Linked DNA regions of Gossypium hirsutum: region 1 is linked to region 2. Evidence: chromatin contacts called from public Hi-C data. All regions are on one chromosome and are shown on one strand. The core of a region is the stretch at or near the end of the contact, and the rest is flanking DNA. Distances in the headings are between cores, read along the strand shown. Region 1 holds the start of LOC107897650. Region 2 holds the start of LOC107897655 (putative TrmH family tRNA/rRNA methyltransferase).

The links. Hi-C and Micro-C count contacts between places; a contact is called where the count stands out from the background.
Region 1: a contact with region 2 is called in a Hi-C map of leaf, with 1.7 times the contacts expected there. The contact joins the promoter of LOC107897650 here to the promoter of LOC107897655 in region 2. A contact is called at or near these places in 2 of 34 Hi-C or Micro-C datasets (anther and leaf).

What each region holds. Positions count from the first base shown.
Region 1 is chrA10:23,756,039-23,763,266 of Gossypium_hirsutum_v2.1, forward strand. LOC107897650 reads left to right here and starts at 5,374. Exons shown (of 1, transcript XM_016823168.2): 1 at 5,374-6,618. The coding sequence starts at 5,631. The coding sequence ends at 6,209.
Region 2 is chrA10:23,928,457-23,934,966 of Gossypium_hirsutum_v2.1, forward strand. LOC107897655 (putative TrmH family tRNA/rRNA methyltransferase) reads right to left here and starts at 4,454. Exons shown (of 4, transcript XM_041079250.1): 1 at 4,161-4,454; 2 at 3,961-4,062; 3 at 3,728-3,854; 4 at 2,268-2,935. The coding sequence starts at 4,367. The coding sequence ends at 2,724. It overlaps LOC107897654, which reads right to left and starts at 2,120. Exons shown (of 3, transcript XM_016823170.2): 1 at 262-2,120; 2 at 34-163. The coding sequence starts at 1,377.

The DNA.
Region 1 (7,228 bases), core at 4,124-6,623, 170 kb before region 2:
ACATCCTGGCACATGGTTGTGTGCCTCATATTAGTGCCTCACAAGGTCTGTCACATGGCCTGACACATGGCCATGTGGATCAAGTCAGTGTCTCACATAGTCTATCACACGGCCTGGCACACGATCGTGTGACGTCGACAACCCCAATTTTGACTTTCACCGTTCGCTGATTTCTCGGGTTTTCGTTACACACTTGGTACGATTTAGATGTAGAAGCAACAATGATGATTCCGGAGCCTAAAAATGACAACCAATTGGCCAATCAGATGATTTAACTGAACCAATTCACTAAAACTAGCATTCAAATTTGAAACTACGTCAAAGAACTTCAACACAACTCCCTGAATCAGAACTATACATTTACTGTTGCACGAGCAGTAATTACACAAAGCTTAAGTCGTTGGGTGGGCACCTTACAGTTCTCAATCTTCCTCTAAAACGTAACAAATTAAACAGACAACATAAAACAAGGATTTAATACCCCAACCTTAAAACTTGAAGAAAAAACCTCCATACTCACAATGAACAATTCAACAAAAGAACGAAGTAAAAACGACAGTAATGAAAAGAAAAATAAGAAAAATAAGAACATGAGAAAGAAGAGATTTTTTGGAAAAAATATTTAATTAAAAAATAAAACCAATTTTATAAAGTAGCATAAAAATATTTTCCTATTGCCCACGCAGGGACTCAAACACAATACTAATAAGTATATAGAAGCTTAACCACTAAACCACTAGGCTCATTGTTGACACAAGTTCACACAGAATAAAACTTAAGTTGAAAGCTCAAAGATAAAGGTTGGGTAAAATATTAACAAAATTTTCAAGAGTGAAACTTGAAACCCTAATCTCAAACACACAATCAAGACCTTAAACCACTAAAGCATATACTTAATTATGACAAGATTCAATAAACAAGAATTCATATTTTGGGGGCGTTACAATTCGGTCAACAAAAAAGAGCCTTAAATACATCGTCCAAATTGAAGGGATGAATGGACAGATTCTAGAATCCGAATTTATTACCCAATATGAACATACCTTTGCTTAAGTTTGAAACATGCATGAATTTGTCCCTATGGCAATTAATTGGCAGCCACCGTAATCAATACTAAGTACATGGGATTTTAGAACATTCTAGTGTTTACATTTATGGCCAAAATTTGGCTATTAAGCTACCTAGTTAAGTCCTATAAATAGTTTAGTTTTAAGCTTTGTAAAGGGAGACTTTTCTGATTATTAAAATACATTTGAGTTAATCTCTTTGTTTTTCAAGAACTTACTGAACTTATCAAGAATTCTTTCTTGATGTGTTCACCAAAACCGATCTTACCACTTTGTTCACCATCCCAAAGTGTGGCGATCAACCTTATAGAATACGGGTCGTGTTGTTACATAACGTCGGTTCTTTTCTAGTTCGTTTACATTCGAGAGTTTTATCCAAATTTTCTTTAGCACTATTCTCTTCATATTTCTAACAATATTCGAGCAAGTACCTATTTAGACGATTGGGTACATAAAATTGTGAATCAACTCGTAACCGAGTTCACATCAATACATGACATTTTTAATAATATTAAAAAATAAAATTGAATTGAATTATTATTTAATAACATCTCTCACACACATACATCTTCACCTTTCTCTCTCCTTTTATTCACAGCACCAAACATGGGGAAAAAATGTTGGTATGAAAGTAAGTAATTCCATATTGTCTAAGAATAAACTTCAAATGGATTATGAGTTTATATAAACCCATATCCCATATCGCTTAAAAAAAAAACAAGGGAAATGAGACTCTGGGGCTATATAAAAACTTGTTTTGTAAGTTTTAATTTCACATTAATAGGTGACACTAGAAAATAGAAAAAAAATATTTGTGCTACCACTTTTAATGCCGAGGTGGTAGAAAGTGCTTCCAACTGGAAGCGTTTTTCTGTCAATAAGTTGATTTTTCTGCAAATCACATGAAATCGGTGAATACGTAAATTTTTTTAATTTTTTGACATTTATTAGTAAATAAATCCATTTTTTATTTTTTGAAAATAATTATTAAATATTTGCATATAATGTTATAACGTAAAAATGTAGTTCCTAATTTTAATCTATACATTTTATATTACTAATTATGCTTGCGTAATTAATTTGACGTTAAAATATAATTGTGTAAAAATAAGCAATAATTACCATAAAATATGATAAGAAATAAAGAAAATAAAATTATAATCTATATTTAAAATATAGATAGGATTACTGAATAACAAAATGATTTAATAGACTTATAAAATTTGAAATTTGCAATTTCTTTTTTAATTTTAAATAAATTATTGATTTCAATTTAATTTATTTATCACCTATTTTGATAATCTTTAACGTCGATTTCAAGATTAAAAATGTAGAGTTATTAATATTTTGTTTAAAAAATAAATTGTTCTTTTTATGTAAATTTCATTATCAGTCACACTTTATTACATTAAAAATATTTAAATTTTAAAATATTTATTTTTAAAAAGTTTTAATGTAAAGTTTCAATAATTAAATTATTTCTTAAATTTTGAAAAAGATAATACATATTTTTCATATGAAATGTAACCTGTGCAACGTATGAGAAATAAACTAAGCTAATATCTTTAGTAATTTGCATATTTATATAGTCATGTAATTTTACAAGTACGAGAAACGTATTTAATCTAGTTAATATATTATTTATATTATTATTTAAACCCTTGATGGTGTTGGTGTCACGAGTCAATTCGATTAAAAAAATTATTAAAACATCCTATTTTATTTAAAATAATTTATATTATCTGAAATTATTTTAATATTTATTAAAAATAAAAAATATGCATATAATAAGATTTGAACCAATAATATTTGTATTATAAATATATTAAATTTATCACCCAATCAAAGATTCATTTTAATATATTTTTTATATATTTTAATTTTATTATACATACTTTATTACTTCCATCAATTATATATATAATATATATTAATAAATTTGTTAATTGAGTTGGTGTCACAAATTAATTTGGCACCAACTACCATGATGATTGTATTCAATTGATATTCTTAATATGATGTATTTAAATTTTGTTTTACTGATAATTTAATCTATTTTTTTATTTTAACATTGTGCATGTTTCATGTGTTATTATTATTAATTATTTTCAAATAATATATTTCATTATTTACTATATATTATTTTAAACACACCTTTATATTCGTAATAAAATTTCTATGAAAGATTAATTGATTAATATCGATTGAGTTTTAACTTGACTAGTATGGACATTGTTGCCAATGAAGGAGGACATGGGTTTGAGTGCGCTGAAACGCATTATCCTCCTATAGGGGTGAGTATTCGATCGAGTCGAGTTGAATTGAGTAAAAAAATTTCAAGTTAGTCGAGTTGACAAATCCTATTTTAGCAACCGAACTCAATTTGAACTTTTTTCGAATCGAATCGAATCGAATCCAGTCAAAAATTTTTGAGGCAAATCGAGGCTAGTTAACGAATCCTATTATTTATACTTAATGTTGCATTTAGATGGACCGATTATTTAACTAGTAGACGAAGTACAAGATTATTTAACTACATGAACAATATAATGATTTTGCCTTTTAACTTAATGGGTAAAACATTTATCAAAACGACATAATTTTACCTTTTAATTTAATTATTTTGAATTTTAAATTTAAAAAAACTAAACATTTATCAAAACGACGTAGTTTTGTCTGTTCTTATTTGAATTTTCAAATAATTCGAATTGTGTAATTCATATTCGAGTTAAACCGAAAAACTTAATTTTTTATTCGAGTTGATCCGAATAACTTGATTAATTAAAATAACTCAAACTATTTAATTCAAAATTTAAATTTTTTATCGAGTTTTTCGAATTGGATAGGATTTTGCTCACCTCTATTTATAAGTTTGGAAGAGTATATGTGTAGTTTTAGTCATTGTGTCAAAAAAAACATATATAAAAATATTAAAAAATAGGTTATTAACAATTTACAACAAATATATTTGTGAGAAAGGTTAAATAATATTTTGTTTTTGATGTAGTGAATGTCTAAAAGGTCCTTGGTACTCCTTCAAAATAACAATTCATTAGGTCTACAAATATAGGAAACTTCCCACTCAATATAAGTCAATGGCAACTGGGTCAAACAGTGTGGAATACAATCCAAATATGACTTACAAATAAAATACTTTGACCAAACTTTATTGAGCTCGAAATTACTGGGATTACGTCTTTTACGTGTTATTCCCGTATGACTCGTTCTTTCGATTTTGCATCAACAATTACGTTCCCATTATAATATTTTTTTGTTAGATTAAATAATTAAAATTATTTATTTCATCATAGAAGCCTCTTTTGCTTTTTATTTAGAATTAATTTCTAGCATATAAAATGTGGTATTACATTTACACCGATTTTAAATTTTGAATTAATTAAATATCATCCAACAAGATTAGATTCAGATTATATAATTAAATTTTTTGTGGGTAAATTATAAGAAAATGTCAAAGCTCTAATAGTAATGTAACTAGAGTGACTCAAATTTATACCACATTTGGGATGGTGAACATCCTGACTATTAAGCCAACACATAAAATTCACATAATATTTATACCATCGTACGTATGTAGGAGTATGAAAGATATATAAATAAATTTATATATTTTTAAAAGATAATATCCCATAATAATATTCTAATACTATAATTTCATCTAATTAAGAATTAATTTTATTAAATTAAAAGTATTAAAATATATAATCTTGGAAGGGAAACATTATAAAATACAGACCAGTCTTTTTCTTTTTTCTATTAATTTACTAATAAAAATATTTGAAAATACATTGTTTTAAGGCAACATATTTTCTATGGCAATTTTTTTAATTATATATATATAAAAAGGACAAGAAATTGATTTATGAGCACATAGCAAACCAAAACCAAACCACTGTTTCACCACATAAATAAGTGGCAACGACATTATGGTCCCCTCACCTAAAATACTATAACAATAAATTATTTAAAAATAAATAAAAAATCTTACAAGCCGACAACTCACCATTACGTCGCCAACCTCCGTTATCATCGAAAGCCTCTTTAGATAAAGACAACCAAACAACACTTTGATTTCACTTAACGGTTTCCGTTACAGCAACTCACCCCATTCTTTTTTGTCGGGCCCCACCTGGCTCCAAAACCCGAGCCGCCCGGGTTTATGGGACCCATCTGACGCGTCAACACATAAAACGTAGACCAAAACAACCCGAAAACCCGACCCTGACCCAGCCCCTCTTTTTCCTCGCCATTTCATTAATTTCCGCCTATATAATACCCTTTCCCTTATCTCTTTCGACTCGGCAGATTTTAAGCCTCAGCAGAGCAGAAAAATAGAAATAAAAATAATAAAAGGAAGGGATTTTTTAAAAATTTTTAAATTAAGAAAAATTTCTAGAAAAAAAAAAATCCTTCCTTTTTTCCTTTGATTTCCCCTTATGAGATCGTAAAATATTCGAGAATCCCTTTTTTTTTTCCTGTAAAATTTATATATCTAATTATCGCTTTGTCTTTGATTTTATTTGGGGTTGTTTTGAGTTAATTAATATGGGGAGTGAAGTTTTACGACCTCAGGATTGTTTGATCGAACGGATTCGGTTACCTCCGACGGCGTGTCCTCGCCGGAGATACGGAAACGGTAGCTTTAATCCTAGTTATTATCATAACTACAACAATAACAATGGAAATGGTAGATCTAACAGGAAACCCGTTCAGAGGAAGCGGATCGGATCGGAGCAGGGGATTTCGAAGAAATACAGCTCCGCCGATGACTTGAAGACGGTGAGGAACAATGTTATGGTGGAGAAGGTTACGATTATGAGACGAGGTGAGTCGTTGGATTCGAAGATCAAGATCGACAATGGCGGTGGTGGAAGGGAAGGGGGTTTGGTTGTTATGGGTACGGATCGTTTGGGTCCGGATCCGGAAATGGTCCCTAAACAGATCAAAATCGTGGATGCTAAGTCTTCGGTGACCGTAAAATCCGACGTGTATGCCGGATCGGCTTTCTCCGTTTCTCCGGCACCGAGCTCACTTCCTTTACCAACTTTCTCGAAGAAGAAACAGGTTCCGGTCGATGATTCAGCTACAAGGGATCTCAGGCGTTTGCTACGGCTTGATCTCTGATACCCGAATATTTAGATTTGGATCCAAATAAGCCTGCGTCTCTTTTTATCTCCATCTCTCTCTTGATACGTTTCGTCTCTATTTAGATATCTCCGGAATTTTCAAGATCCGATGCCCTCCGTGATATTTTTTGAAGACGGTGGACGGATTTGAAAATCTGGAAAATTTTAGGGGCGATTAGATAATATTCCCTGCTTATCAGTTTATGCGTTAAACAAGTGGGGTTTCTTTAAGGAAAAAAGAAAAATCAAGGGGGTTGATATGTAATATTAGGGGAATAGTGGGCGAGGGTTGAGTTTTAAAATGTTGAGATGGGAAAAATGCTTTTCTGCTCCGTTGTGAAAAAAGTTTGTAAGAGATTTGCAATTTAGTCCCTTCGATGTAAAGTAAAGATAAAATTAGGGAGAAATTTGAGCAGATTTCTATTATTATTACTAGAAAACGTCCCTTGCTATGCTCCAAAAAATCATATTAAAATCTTAAAATATTATATTAATTTAATGTACTAAAAACGGAGTTATAAAGTTTAGCTTACGAAGTTTGGCGCAAAGAAAGCAATCCTATCAGTTCTTAGAAAACTTTTTAACTTATATTTTAATTACTCTTTAACTAATTTACTTTGATTTTTTTATTATTAAATTTTTATTTTTCTTTTACTAGTCGTTTTTAAAGGTAAATTATATTATTAGTCACTAAAATATGATAGATCACTTAATTAAAAAGTTATTATTTTGGTTATTTAATTATTTAAAAATTTTTATTAAAGTTACTTGATTGTTTAAATTTATATTATATATATATTTTGTTCATATTGTCTGTATCAATTGAAAGTTCTCTTTCTCATTTTTTTCTACAATTCAATTTTTCTTTTTTCATGATACAACACGTTTTTGTGAACTAAAATTCAAAAAGCTTTTTTCTTTTATCTGTGACACTGACTGTTAGATCGACTTGAATTTAAAGTATATTTTTTTACTTGTCGATAGATATTATTCTACGGTATTGATCATCAAATCGTT
Region 2 (6,510 bases), core at 3,204-5,703:
ATAAATTACATTATGATAATTTGATCATTTTACTTTGGCCTTTGGCAATAATGACTACTGGTTCACATTCACCAGCATAGTCTTTGGAATCTGTGTACTCTTTTCCCCTCAGCAGTTTCATTACTTCAGTTCTTGGTCTTGGCTTGCCTATGTCCTCATAGTACTGCAATATCAGCATCCCGGGATTCAGGTGAGTGTCGGATATGGGTATTTTAAGAAAAATGGAGAGTTCGGGCAATATTAAAAACAGATGAATATTACCTTCACAATATCTGTCCATCTTTCTGATGAGTAATCTGATGCATTCAGAGAGTTTAAGCCTCCAAGTAATAAGTGGGGAGTGTTGTTTGATTCAATTATTGCTTTCATTTGCTTCATTCTCCAGTTTTCATCTAAATGATCAAGCTGGGTGCAATAGAAGTTCACTTCTCCAGCCCATGGTACATCAATGATGACCTTAAGCACATTCCTGAAATCGTTGTCATCGGCTATCTTTTGTACCGTCCATCGTTTGATCGGCCATTTCGAGAGGATCGCGTTTCCGTACTCCGGAGCCCAACTTTCGGCAAAAACATACTTCATCTTGAGTGCTGAAGCTAAATCAGATAAAGGCTTCATTCCTTTTTCTTCTTGTGCTTTCACATCTTGTAAAGCTATGATATCAGCATTGAGCTCTCTAAGCACTTCTGCAATGCTTCTTCCATTTTTCGAGCCACCTTCGTTCCAGAATTTGATCATATTTGAAGGCAAACAAACTGGGGATCTCATAATGGCATTCCTCCGATTGATTCGGCCGGTGATCGTGTCTGATGAGCCCTCGTTTACGTCTTCGATGAAGCTGAGAATTTTACTCTGTGCCAAAGATATCTCATTATCAGGAAGGTTGATTGAAACCTTGAGGTTTGATCTCGAGAGCTTGTTTTGGTTGTGGGAATCATGCAAGGGAGATTGCTTGAGTATACTCTTGGGATAACAATTCGGAGACTTGTTATGAACGTCGAACTCAAACGGTGCTTTGAATCCAAGAAAATCATCGTCTCTGTAGCTAAATAAACCGGCTTCCTCAGCTTCCGAAATGGCAGGTGCAAGAGAGAACATAGCAACATTAAACGTTGCAATTCTTATCGGCCGTTGGGGATTACAAAATCCCAAGTTGCCAAACAAATCAATGTCAGAACTTTTCGTTCCAATGTCGCCTTTTCTATGAGCTTTGGAGTTCAACCTCCCCAATCTCCGGATGATAACCTTCGGCCTCGGTCGCTTGCGCATCAGCCACCGAATTCTTGAGCAAAGATTCCATAGTTTTCTTCTCAAAACCTTCAACATGGAAGACCCTTGATTACTGCAAAAGAACTGTTGAATCTTCCCGGTCTGCATTGGAGAAAAGTGGAAATGTGGGTGCAAATTGCAAAGACTTGAAAAAAAAAGTAGCTAAAAGGACAAAAGACCCTCAACTGCCCCCTCAAGTAGTGTGGCGGGAGTTGAAAATTCGCGCTAAGATTGTTGATCTCCTTCAACAACACGCCAAACCTAAACTAACTGCTACCAATGATATCAAACCAAGGTTCTTGTCTTTGTCTTTGTTTTTGATTGGTGTTGTTATACTGCCATTTAGACTGAACACGTGTCACTTTCAAAAGGTACTAAATGAATACCTGAAGACAATTTTTCACCTCCCGCCAGCTGAACTGCCCTCGACCGTTCAGCCTCCCAAAACTATCTGCGCTATGAAGACCACTCATTGTGAGAGAGAACATCCCAACATCCCCTTGAACATCCCAACATCCCCTTTCATCAAGTTACCCTCTCATCTAACGATCCATTTTTCAGTGTAAACACTCTCCTCAAAAACCACTAGGGCCACTATCCAAGCATAACAATCTCATACTTCCTCAAAAGAATATCACTACTACCAAACAAGAAGTATCACCCATAAATAACAGACACATCACCGCTACCAAACAAGTAAATCCTATAAATATCAAATAAAAGATCTATAACACTAGTACATTCTCCTCCCTAACTCTTCTTTTGTTGAAATTTGTACCAACAGGTCTAATACATATTCGGATCAAACATATTCGGATCAAACATATTCAGATTAATATGCACTGTAAAATCAAAAGAAAATATTGGGTATGCTTGTATCAAACACACATACTCATATCAGACATTAAGCTTAATTTAAATGCAAAAGAGACTTGCCAATCACAAATGAAAACGCGATCAAACTAGGGCAGAAAATACACGTGTTACACAGCCATGTCTGGTCTTAATTTGTTAGCTATCCACTGAAAATGAACCACCCCATGAGTTTTTAATCCTTGGTTTTGGGGTCATAAGGCAACTTTTATATTGCATCTTGTTGACTTCGTATGTAAACAAAAATATCCCAAGAAAAAAAGAAACAATTATTGTAAAGTACAAAACAATAATGTGAAAATACCATTACAATTACAGAAGATGCTTTAATCAAAGCAATTAACACAAAATTCAATTATTGCCACTCTGAAAAGGGGTCCCTTTGCAAACTTTTCCATGGATTCACAGAGGAACTTCCTTCAATAATCAAACTTCATTTTGGTCCATGGTTAGGTAGAATCTGTTTGCCACATGTTAACAACAATTTTCAATAGGTTGGACCATTGAACCAAATTACCTTTAATCTTTAGTGGTGAACGTTGTATGGTTTGCAGGATCAAATCTATATTTAAATCCTTCAATCACTCATCAGGGAACAATGAATCCAAAAGGTTGGAAGAAGATACACCATTTTTTCCATCCTCAAAGAATCCATTGGAAGCACTTTCCCTTCTTGATTTTCGCTCCTCAATGATACGATCATCTGTTTCTGTGCAGTATTTTCGGCTCAACTGTTTTAAAGGTTTCTCAGCCACAACAAACTTGTTTCCATCACGGATTCTCTCTGAAAAACCTGCCCAAACTGCGCAAGGTCGCATATTAAAAAGCTATGTTACTCAGAACAGGAATGGTATATTCATTTTTTCCTAAATTTTTAACATATTTAATGGATCCTTAGAAGGTCATGTCCCATACCAGTATCTGTATGTTGCATCAAATACGGGTGTCAAACATGACTACTTCAAGAAAAAAGAATTGTGGGACCAAAACATAGTTTAATAAGACCAACAGGCTAACAAACAGGTTGCCTAAATAACTTAAGAGAAAGGCTAGTATCCACTTCAAAGACAAGTGAAACATGTTCAACATCCTCCTTTTGATTCCACAAGGACCACAAGTTGGACATAAGCAACAAAATCTAGACAACAGTCAAGAAACACCATGGAGAGGAAACCCCTAGTTTAACTTTGGCTTTCGTATAATGGATAATAGGAAGAAGTGATCTGCACTTAAAAGGCGCTAATGACCATTTGTTTCAAGTAAAAGAACCAAGTTTAATTAGCTAGGTACATACAATAAACACGTGAATATGAGCCTCACAACTTACACTAGTTGCTAGATAACCAATCCAATAGGAAATAAAAAAACTATTTATAAGAACTTTATGATTTTAATGGTTCATGATCTTTTGACTCTTGACTAGTGTTCTCTAAAATCTAAGGCAGGCATACTAATCTTCCCAACAATCCTTGGAAAAAATTAACTTTCTCCATCATCAACTTTACTGGTGAAAGAAGTCATGAAATGAAAACTAAAGACATTTATAGAGTAAGATAAGATAAGATTAGATTGAAATTGGGAATACCTCCAAAATGATGCAAAACAATGGAAGCAGCAACAGTGACATTCAAAGAGGCAGTGCCACCTCCATATTGAGGAATGTAAACAAAGAAATCACATATCTCACATTCCTTAGCTGAAAGCCCTGTCCCCTGTAAAACATTAAAGAACAAAAGAAATTGTAAAATTTAGAAGGAAAAAGTAAAACCCAAGAATCAGAAATTTCAGCTAAATTTAGAAAATAGGCTTTAACTTTACCTCATTACCAAGAAGAAAAGCAGTGCTTTTCTTGAAAGGATGATCAGTTATGGAAACAGCGTCCTCTGTGATCTCAACCCCGCAAATATCACAATCTTTCTCCTTAAAATACAGTAAAAAAATTCAAAAACAAATTAGGATCCAAATTGAAAAAGTTTAAGAAATAAGGATTTAGAGAAATGGGTTGGTTAGACGTTTACTTTAAGGAAGAGGCGAGCGTCGGTGAGGGAATGGAAGTGGCGGAAACGGAGATGGGAGGTGGAGCCGTGGCTGCCGAAGGCGTTGAAGTCACGGCGGCCAACTAAGATTAGTTCGGCGACTCCAAAGGCGGTGGCGCTTCTAGCTAGGGTTCCGACGTTGTGCCTCTTTGCTATATTGTGAACCACCACGTAGCTCTCTATAGCCATTTTTCTCCTTTACTCGTTCATCTTCCAAAAGAAGAGAGCTTGGTAGACATGGAGGGGTTTTCTAGGGTTTTTTTCTTCTACTGGCCTGCTTTGCCCTTTTAGGCCAAGGCCCATTATCTTTTCTAATTTCTTTTTTAATTTTTTTAAGGTTAAACAAACTATTTAGCAAATTATTCTCTATATTCTAAAAGAGCAATCGTCACTTAGGATCCAAAATAAATTGGCCAATGGGTTTGGTTAAAATATCACACAAATTCCTGTACTTTTTTGAAGAATGAGAATTTAATCAGTGTACTTTTATCTTATAGAATTTAATTTGTCTACTTTTTAGATTTAAAATTTAGATCTAAATATTAGCATTGTTAATTTCTTTTGTTAAACTCAATATAATTACAAGGTTATTTTTTTAATTACATGGTTACAAGTGAATATTTTTTTTTCAAAAAATTCACAGCTACAAATTGAACAAAAAAATAGTGTTAACAATTAGACCTAAATTTTAAAATCTGAAAAGTAAAGAGATTAAATTCTATGAAATAGAAGTATAATGACTAAATCCTTAATTTTCGAAAAGTATAAAGACTAATAGCATATTTTAAGCTTTGGGTTTCTAGCAAATGAAAATCGGGGCTAAATAATTATTACTAAAATAATTTTAGAATATGTATATTGTTATAAAATAAAGAGAGATGGAAAGAATAAAGAATAAAGAAAATATGAAAGAAATAGAGAATGAACTTTATTGATAAAAAAGGAGTAGAGATCTAATTCTAATAGTTATTAAAATTTAAAGTATATCAAAACTTTATCTTTATCATGATGGACATTCACTTAATAAGATATTCATAACACTCCCCATTGGATGTCTATTGGTAGATAATGTGTCTCGTTAAAACCTTATAAGGAAAAACTCAGATTATACAATCTTTTATTACAAGCTGCCTCGTTAAAAACCTTTACCAAGAAAACTCAATGGGACAAAACCTTGGTTAAAGGAAAAGAGTACAACTTGTTTTTAGACTCCCCCTAATGGAAACATACATTTCATCTTTGAGTCAACGCATTCCAATCTTGTGTAGTAGTCTTTCAAATGTTGAAGTTGGCAATGTCTTAATAAAATGATCTGCTACATTCTCACTAGAACGAATTTGTTGAACATTTATATCACCTCTTTTCTCAAGATCGTGGGTGAATAATAATTTTGGTGAAAATTGATTAGCACCAAGAAACTCTTCACCATCCTCGCAAGGACGAAATTGATCTTTATTCACATCTAATGATCAGACAACCATCGAAGTACTTAATGGGTGTGCTTTATCCATGTAAAATTTCTTTAATACCTTTTCCGTATAAGTATTAAAATTTCTTTAATACTTAATGGGTGAAAATTAATTAGGACCAAGAAACTCTTCACCATCCTCGCAAGGACGAAATTGATCTTTATTCACATCTAATGATCGTACAACCATCGAAGTACTTAATGGGTGTGCTTTATCCATGTAAAATTTCTTTAATACCTTTTCCGTATAAGTTGATTAATGAACATGAATTCTGTCTTTTAAATGTTCAATCTGTAAGCCAAGATAAAACTTTGTTTTTTCCAAGATCTTTCATATCAAATTTTTTCTTTAAATAATTTACTTTTTTTTGAGACTCTTCAAGAGTTCCAATAATATTTAGATCATCAACAAAAACAACAATTATCACAAAATTTGATCCAAACCTTTTTATAAAGACACATGGACAAATTGGATCGTTTTTGTAACCTTCTTTTAACAAGTATTCACTAAGGCGATTGTACCACATGCGTCCAGATTGTTTTAATCCATATAAATTTATCTTTAATATGATCGAACAGTTTTCCTGAGAAACTCTATATCCTTCTAGGATTCTATATCCTTCTGGGATTCTAAATCCTTCAGTGATTTTCATATAAATTTCACTATCAAATGTGCCATACAAATAGGCTGTAACAACATCCATTATATGCATGTCAAGTTTTTCACTTACTACCAGACTAATAAGATATCTAAATGTGATTGCATCCACTATAAGATAATATGTCTCTTCTTTATCAATGTCGGGCCTTTGCTTAAATTCTTGTGTTACAAGTCGTGCTTTATATCTTACGACTTTATTTTTT